Regions from separate parts of the Mus musculus genome. Here region 2 is linked to region 1. A link is a contact called in public HiChIP or PLAC-seq data. All regions are on one chromosome and are shown on one strand. Each heading gives the region's core, a stretch centred on a gene start, on an enhancer-like site or on the middle of the called end of the contact. The rest is flanking DNA. Distances are from core to core; before and after follow the strand shown. Region 1 has its middle 48 kb from the start of Vwa8. Region 2 holds the start of Vwa8 (von Willebrand factor A domain containing 8).

What was found. HiChIP or PLAC-seq counts read pairs in DNA pulled down with a chosen protein or histone mark.
Region 2: a RAD21 HiChIP or PLAC-seq map of pro-B cells shows a contact between it and region 1, with 2.6 times the contacts expected there. The contact joins the promoter of Vwa8 here to the enhancer-like site in region 1. A contact is called at or near these places in 2 of 39 promoter capture datasets (both in liver), 1 of 15 datasets of contacts at CTCF or cohesin (pro-B cells), 5 of 484 Hi-C or Micro-C datasets (CD4 T cells, bone marrow-derived macrophages, cerebral cortex and 2 more), 3 of 115 datasets of contacts at active chromatin or transcription factors (CD8 T cells, bone marrow-derived macrophages and embryonic stem cells) and 2 of 9 other capture datasets (liver and pancreatic islet).

The regions. Positions count from the first base shown.
Region 1 is chr14:78,799,604-78,803,178 of GRCm38.p6, forward strand. No RefSeq gene overlaps it. Among named protein-coding and RNA genes, the nearest start is that of Vwa8, 48 kb to the right of the region's middle. Within about 2 kb of position 1,843, at least 38 of the 459 cell types and tissues checked have an H3K27ac peak or open chromatin away from gene starts, as enhancers often do. A contact at or near this core is called in pro-B cells, where this site is marked.
Region 2 is chr14:78,847,342-78,850,916 of GRCm38.p6, forward strand. It overlaps Vwa8 (von Willebrand factor A domain containing 8), which reads left to right and starts at 1,837. Exons shown (of 45, transcript NM_027906.1): 1 at 1,837-2,102. The coding sequence starts at 1,943.

The sequences.
Region 1 (3,575 bases), core at 593-3,092:
GACCTAACGTATTTTCATGACTTTCAAGTACCACATTGAGAATTTTCATGAAAATTTATAATGCGTTAAACCATCAGTTTTTTAATAATATACTGTGTTCTTTGAACTATAAATGTATTAATTTCATCAGTTCATGGGATTCAATGGATTTCTGTAACTGTCTATGTGGTACATTGGTGTCCATCCACATGTCTTCTCCTCTCAACTCTGCCCCCAATGCTGGTTGCTGTTTCCAGTCCCTAGAAGTCCCTCTCCATCTCCTCCTGTCCCCTCTCCCCTTCCTTGTGCCATTTCTAGTGACTGTCATCCCCTTCCTTTCTTCTATAAATGTCAGAACATGTCATTTTTTTCCATCTGAGGCATTTTTCATTTAACAGAATCATCTTTACTTCTATGCATGTTGTTGCCAATAAGAGGATTTCATTCTTCTTTAAAAAAATGTTTATTATCCTTGGTGTTCTTGGGAAGGGCGAGCGTGGGGAGTGTGGCCATGTGGACATCATGGCACCATTGTGGGGTTCAGAGAACAGCTTTCAAGAGTTGGTTCTCCTTGCCCAGGGGCTTCCAGGAATTGAACTCAGGGCATCATCAGGCTGGTACAGAATGGTTTTGATCTGCTGTACTATCTTGCTGGCCTGGATTTCATTATTCTTATGACTGAGTAGTATTTCATTGTGCAAATATATCAACCTTTCCTGTCTCCATTCATCCCTTGATGGTGGGTATTTAGACCAGCTCTGTATTTTGACTGTTGAAAGCAATGCTGTAATCAAGATGGAAGTGCAAGGATCTTTTAGGTATAAGGATCACGTCTCTTTGAGCATCGCAAGAAGTATAATTACTGGACCATACCGTAGTACTAGTTAAGTTGGTTATTGACACTGCTATGCAGCCCTAGGGGATCAGGCCGGCTCCAGACTTACAAGGAATGACAGTGATCACCTTGCTCCTACTCACAAGTGTTGGATTATAGATGTGAGTCACTGTACTTGGCCAAGTTGTCTATTCAGTTAGTTAAATCCATGTTGCTGTTTAAACAAAGATCATGAGCCATGAAAGTGGCCTGTTCTGGAACTGGGCTTCAAAGTGCAAAACATGAGAGCAACTGCTGCGTGAGCCTATCTAATGAGACAACACAGCAGGTGCCACTGTCGTGCCTAGTCATGCATAATGGGGGGGGCTCTATTTTCCCTTGGATCAGACACAAAACTCATTCCACTTGTGGCAGGATGACCGCTAAGGGCCAAGAATCTGGTGAAGAAGTTGGAAGTGCCAGTCGGAGGTCTTCTTCTCTCTTTCTCACACACACTACTGATCTCCCTCCCTCGCTCCCCCTCCCCCTCCCTCTCCCCTGCACCCCCTCCCGCTCCTCCTTCCTTTCTCCCTCTTCCTCTTCCTCTCTCTCTCTCTCTCTCTCTCTCTCTCTCTCTCTCTCTCTCTCTCTCTCTCTGTGTGAGGGGGGTGGCAGCAGTAGCTATATGTAAATCATGAGGAAAGCATAAAGGCCAAACCTGGCAGGCTAGGAATGGCAGGGCAGGAAGATGGAGAGCCAGCCCAGGCTTCCTGCAGCTTCTCTGAGCCATGCACGAGCCCTCAACTGCTTTGCTGTCAATGTTTTGTTTTGAGACATAAGTGAAACTGTTCGCTTAAGCTATCATTCATCAGGCCTCTTCTCGTTTGCAGCTGGAGCCCAATACTCTGTCTTGATTAGGAAAGGGCAAACCTTGAAATAATAACTAGAGGGCAGGTATACCGAAAATCACACGTCTGAACATTGCTCACAAAACAGTAGGATGAACTTCCCAGAGGGCCATTTGCTCTGCGCCTAGCAAGCCTGTCGGGGTGTGTCCTAGTTTACAGTGTATAGTGCTGTGATAACCAAAAGGCAAATAACCATAACCCAAAGCAACTTGGGAAGGAGAGAAATGATCTTACAGGCTCTAATGTAGCATCAAGGCAAGCCAGAGCAGAAGAGAAGCTGGAACCCGAAACCGTGGAGGAGCACTGCTTATGGCTTGCTCCTGCTGGCTTTCTCTGCTACCTTTCCTGTACAGCCCAGGCCCACGAGCCCAGGAACAACACTGCAGTGTCTAAAGACAGCGATGACTGGGGCCAACCTGCAGGAAGCAAATTCTGTGACGTAAGAGCTGTGCTCAAAAAATAAAACTTTGGTAGTTGGAGAAGACTCATTATAGAAACAGCACTTATGCATTCAAATAGTAATAGTGTTCGGTTGTTCTGGTTTGGTTTCATATATTTATATTATTGTTGTTCTGTTTTTGTTTTGTTTTGTTGAGACAGGGTTTCTCTGTGTAACCTTGGCTGTGCTGGAACTCATTTTGTAGACCAGGCTGGCCTCGATCTCAGTGATCTACCTGTCTCTGCCTCCAGACTGCTGGGATTTAAGGTGTATACTATCACTGTCCTACTGCCCCTCCAATCTTAATCTGAAACATTAAACTCTGATATTCAAATTTCTTTCCTGACTGAAACCCTACTGAGCGCATGTTGGGTAAGTCAGAGTTGGGGAAAAATCCATAAAGACAGAAGTGACAGGAGGTACTTACTTAGCTTTCTCTAACACCAAGTTCAAGCTCAGCACACACACCCCCAAAGTGTGTCTCACATGAGGCCCTCCCCCCCACCCCCCCCCCACCCCTGTTAGTACTGCAACCAACAGTGCAGAACCTGGGTTTCTCAGATTCTCCATGTATCAGCTGCGTTAGAAGTCCTGGACTTCCAGGAAGTTGATGGATACCAGGTGTGAGAGGCGGGTCTGGGAGTAGGGGGTGGGAGAGAGATGTGTTTGCAATAGTCCATAGATAACCCTGGAGGACTGCTTGGAGTATTTGCAGAAGTCTTTGCAGGGAGCTTAAGAGAGAGCTGGATGATGCCAGGTCCATGTGTCTGAAGGAACCTGGGTAGATGCTGTTGACTCAGTCTCTAGGGCCCTAGAGAAGCATTGGTGCTCACAGCGCAAGTCATTTGTGCCTCCTCCCCCCAGCAAGGGCTCAACAGAGCTGGTGGCTAAACCAGCTGTGTGCAAAGGTGACAGGATTCAGAAAGTCACTTTCTGGTTTCTTGTGGTTTTGCTTTTGCAGAAGGAGGCATGGCAGTGTGTGCCATCTTAGGCAACGCTTTGAAAAATACAACATTTTTTAACCCTTTTGAGAATTTACACATGCATATGGCATATTTTGGTCCTATCATGCCCCACTGTTCTCCCTGATTCCTCTCACATCAATCTCCTACCCCACTCCCTCCCAATATCTCTCTCTCTCCCTCTCTCTCTCTTCCTCCCCCCCCCCACACCCTTCTTTTATGGTCCACTGATTCCAGTTTGTGCTGCCCATATACAAACGGGTGTGGAGCTATCCACTGGAGCATGGTAGACTTATTAAGGACCACACCTTAAATAAAAATTATTCTTTCCTCTCCCAGAAGCCATCAATGGTCAACATCTCCTAAGATGGGGGTGGGACAGCAACTGGTGAGCTCCTCCTCCCTCCATGCTGAAATGGGAATATAGACGAGCTGGATCAGGTAACATTCTTGATTCTTTAGTTTTAGGAGAG
Region 2 (3,575 bases), core at 587-3,086, 48 kb after region 1:
TCAGTCTCTGTTTGAGAATTGGATTCTCATGGCAGTGAATTATGATCCTCATCAGCCAGAGGCAGAGACAGGCAAGCAAGAGAAAGGCTTTTCCCTCCAACTCTTTCTTTTTAAGTTTCCTCAGGAAGGTACTGCACATGCTGGGTGGGAGAGTCTTCCCCTTTGAATTACTGCTTCCTTGAAATGCCCTCATAGACAGGTCAGAGCCTTGTCTTTTAGTCAAATCCAGACCTAATCTACTTGACTGTAACAATGGTCAACTATCTCAGGCTCAAAGGAGGAAAAGCAATTTGTAAATTTCTATGCTGCTTGCATGTTTGCCATTAACCCAATTCACATAGGGATTAAAAAAGAAAAGAAAAGGAAAAAAAGAACAACAACAACAACAACAAAAAGAAAATAAAAAGAGGATATGACTCCTCCTGGGTAAGAGGGTGGAGAAGGTGCATTATAGATGTGAGGGAGAAAACACAGAGGCAGAGGCATCTATCTGGCAGGGTTCAGAGTGAAAATGAACACCTGAGTGAGGGTGGTGTGTGTGTGTGTGTGTGTGTGTGTGTGTAGAGGGGAAGCTGGGAGAGGAGAGAGCCAGGATCCAGGAAGCCAGACCAGGAGACCAAAAGAGGACCAGAGTAGTCAAAGAGGCTGGATTGTAGATGGAAGAGCAGCTTGGGGGAAAGATAGTACTGCCTCTGGGTTGGAGAGTTCAGAGTAGGGGACTGAGTGCCTCTACCAGGAGGATCCTGTAACAGGTGGGAATGGAGAGATAGGAGGAGGATCTAGTGGCTAGTACCAGCTTTGATGTGTTAACAGGGACCTCTGTTAGCTTTTATCTGTTAACTGGCACCTCCTATAGCTGGTTGTCTCAGATTTGAGGCCTAACAGGTGTGGTTGTGAAATAGTGAGAATCTATCCATGTAATAATTATGCTGTTTTGACATCTTTAATGTTCACTCCTTTATTTTCGATTTCTCCAAACTAGTTTAAATTATTTCTCTGCCACCTCCATTTACTTCTAAGTTTAGTTCCTCGGGAAGTTTAAGTGCCTGGGAGGTGGGTGCTTAATATGGATGTAAGATACAGGTAGGTCTAGAATTGGCAAGGCCATTCTCTGAGAGCCAGGCCTGCATCTTGTTTGTTTGATTTCATTGTGCAGAACTTCATTAAAACTTTTTGCTTTGGTTAATTCACTCTTGACATTTTGGGGAGGCAGCCTAATTACATTAGACTTTGTTTGCTTTATGGAAGACTGCTGCTGCTTTTGGAATGCATGGTAGGGAGGGAGCCTTAGTCAAGTGTCCTACTTTTTCCTCACTAAAGACATAAATTATGTTTATATAACCCTTGCCTTGTAGCCTGACTGGATCCTTCTGGTAGTTGAACGTTTTTTCATTCACCATTATAGTGTAACATTTCCTCTTGCAGTTTAGAAGATGATAAAACAGGAGCGGCAAAGGAAGGCTAAACTGAAGCTTTCAATGCCTGTGGTGTGGAAACCCTGGGAAGATGACAACGAATTAAAATAGGTGAAGTTCCAGAATCTCTTGAATATTTTCTCCATTCTGAAAAAAGATCCGAAGCAGTATCGAGGGGAAAGCCCACAGTGCATCATAACACAGTAGGCTAGCAGCCAAGAAAGAAACAGGGCATACGCTCAACTGTGCTAAAGGTCTTTGGCATCTCCCCAGCTCCGGGCGTCCCTGGGGCGACCACGCCTGGGGCGGCGCGCCGGGCTCCGGTAGCCGATCCTACCGGCTGGCGCTCGGCCTGCCCTCCGCCCCGGGCCGGGCCCATCCCGCAGAGCCCGGCGAGCCGGGGGAAGGAGTTTCCGGCGGACCCGCCTCCCTGCCGCTTCCTGTCCCGCTCGCCGATCGCCTCCTGCCCGGTCCAGGGACTGTGCTTGTCCGAAGCCCCTGGAGGTCCCACGCATGCCTCCTGCACCATGCAGTCACGCCTCCTCCTCCTAGGAGCCCCGGGCGGCCTTGGGGACGTGGCCTCCCGGCGAGTGCGGCTGCTCTTGCGGCAGGTGTTGCGGGGCAGGCCGGGCGGGGACCAGCAGCGGCTGGAGGTCAGGCTGCTGCACTCTGGGGCGACCGACTCAGGTAACTGGGCCCTCCGCCTTCGCTGCCGCTGCCCTCGCTGCTTTGTGATGTGGGGCAAGGCGCTGGCGCCCCCTGGGCTCCACTCTGAAACCTTAGGGGTCCGGACTAAGGTCTCTGATGCCTAGGAACACAGTTTTCTCCCACTGGAGATTTTTGTACAAGAATCCTCACGTAGACTCTAGGACACTGAGAGGTTTATGCTGCAGCCTTTGGGGGCTGTTAAGACTCGTGCTTGACCTTGACCTTTGACTCCCGAGGGCTTGGTTTTGTGTCATGAGCCAAGTAGGGCTCGTGATGGCATAGACACGTGTACAATCTTGCTGGAGAACCTGTGCCCATGTTCCTTCCCAATTTTAACAGAAGACTCGGTTTCAAGCACTCTTAGAACTGAAAGTCATCGCTTTAGTTAAAACCCTATACTATAGTCGGAATGAATGAGTCCCAAAAAAGAGGGAAACAAAAAAAAAAAGTGCCTCGCTGAGGATCACAAGGTGAAATTGCGATTCAAAACTTGCCTGTCCTCGATTATAGCTTCTAGAGCATGTACTTGCTTTCCACTCTGTTACTCAGTTTTCATCTGCGTGACAACATTAAAACACACACACACACACACACACACACACACACACACACACACACACACACAGAGCAGCCTAAAACAAGGGAAGATTTCTTGGCTGGAAGTTACAGATGTTTCAGTGTATGCTTAATACTTTAATCACTGTGGCCTGTGGTGAGGCAGAAATTCGTGATGACAAGAGGACTTAGCAGAGGGAAGCTGCTCTCTCAGGGAGGCAGAGAGAGAGGAATCGGGGATAAGACCTACTTTTCAAAGAATCTACTTTGTCTCACTAGGTTCACCTCCTTGTGTGTGTCATCTCCAGATAGTATCATCTCATCTAATAAATCCATCATTTCACCAGTCCAGATGATAATACACTCTTATCAGAGAAGGCAGATGTCAAGGGTAGAATGTGGTACAATCTGACAGGCTTTGAGGTTGAGCAGTTTTGGGTAGACTCCGTTTGTTTGTTTGTTTGTTTGTTTGTTTATTTATTTATTTATTTATACTCTCTAGCTAACTATAAGAGCCATGAGTCAGCAGATAGAACATTTAATTGAAAAGAGGTTTTTAAAAAAATGAAAAAAAATTTGTTTTGTACTGATATGCCTCACTACAACAAGGGGCACTGAAACTGAGAACTTGTGTATTCACCAGAGACCTGGGCACATGTAAGAGCCCTCATGACAGAGTGAAAGATTAACTCTTGGCTATCCAGACTCCTAAGGTTAGGGCTTTCAAGGTGAGAGCGGCACAGTTGGAACCAGAGGTCATACACAGGCCACAGCCGTAGCACAGAAAGCAGCAGGCTGTGATGGATGAGTGTGGATGCTGGGAAGACTCTCAGTTGTACTCCAGCACGTGACCAGACTCCCTTTGTCCTCTGTTGTCACTGCTTCCTAGCAGTGTGA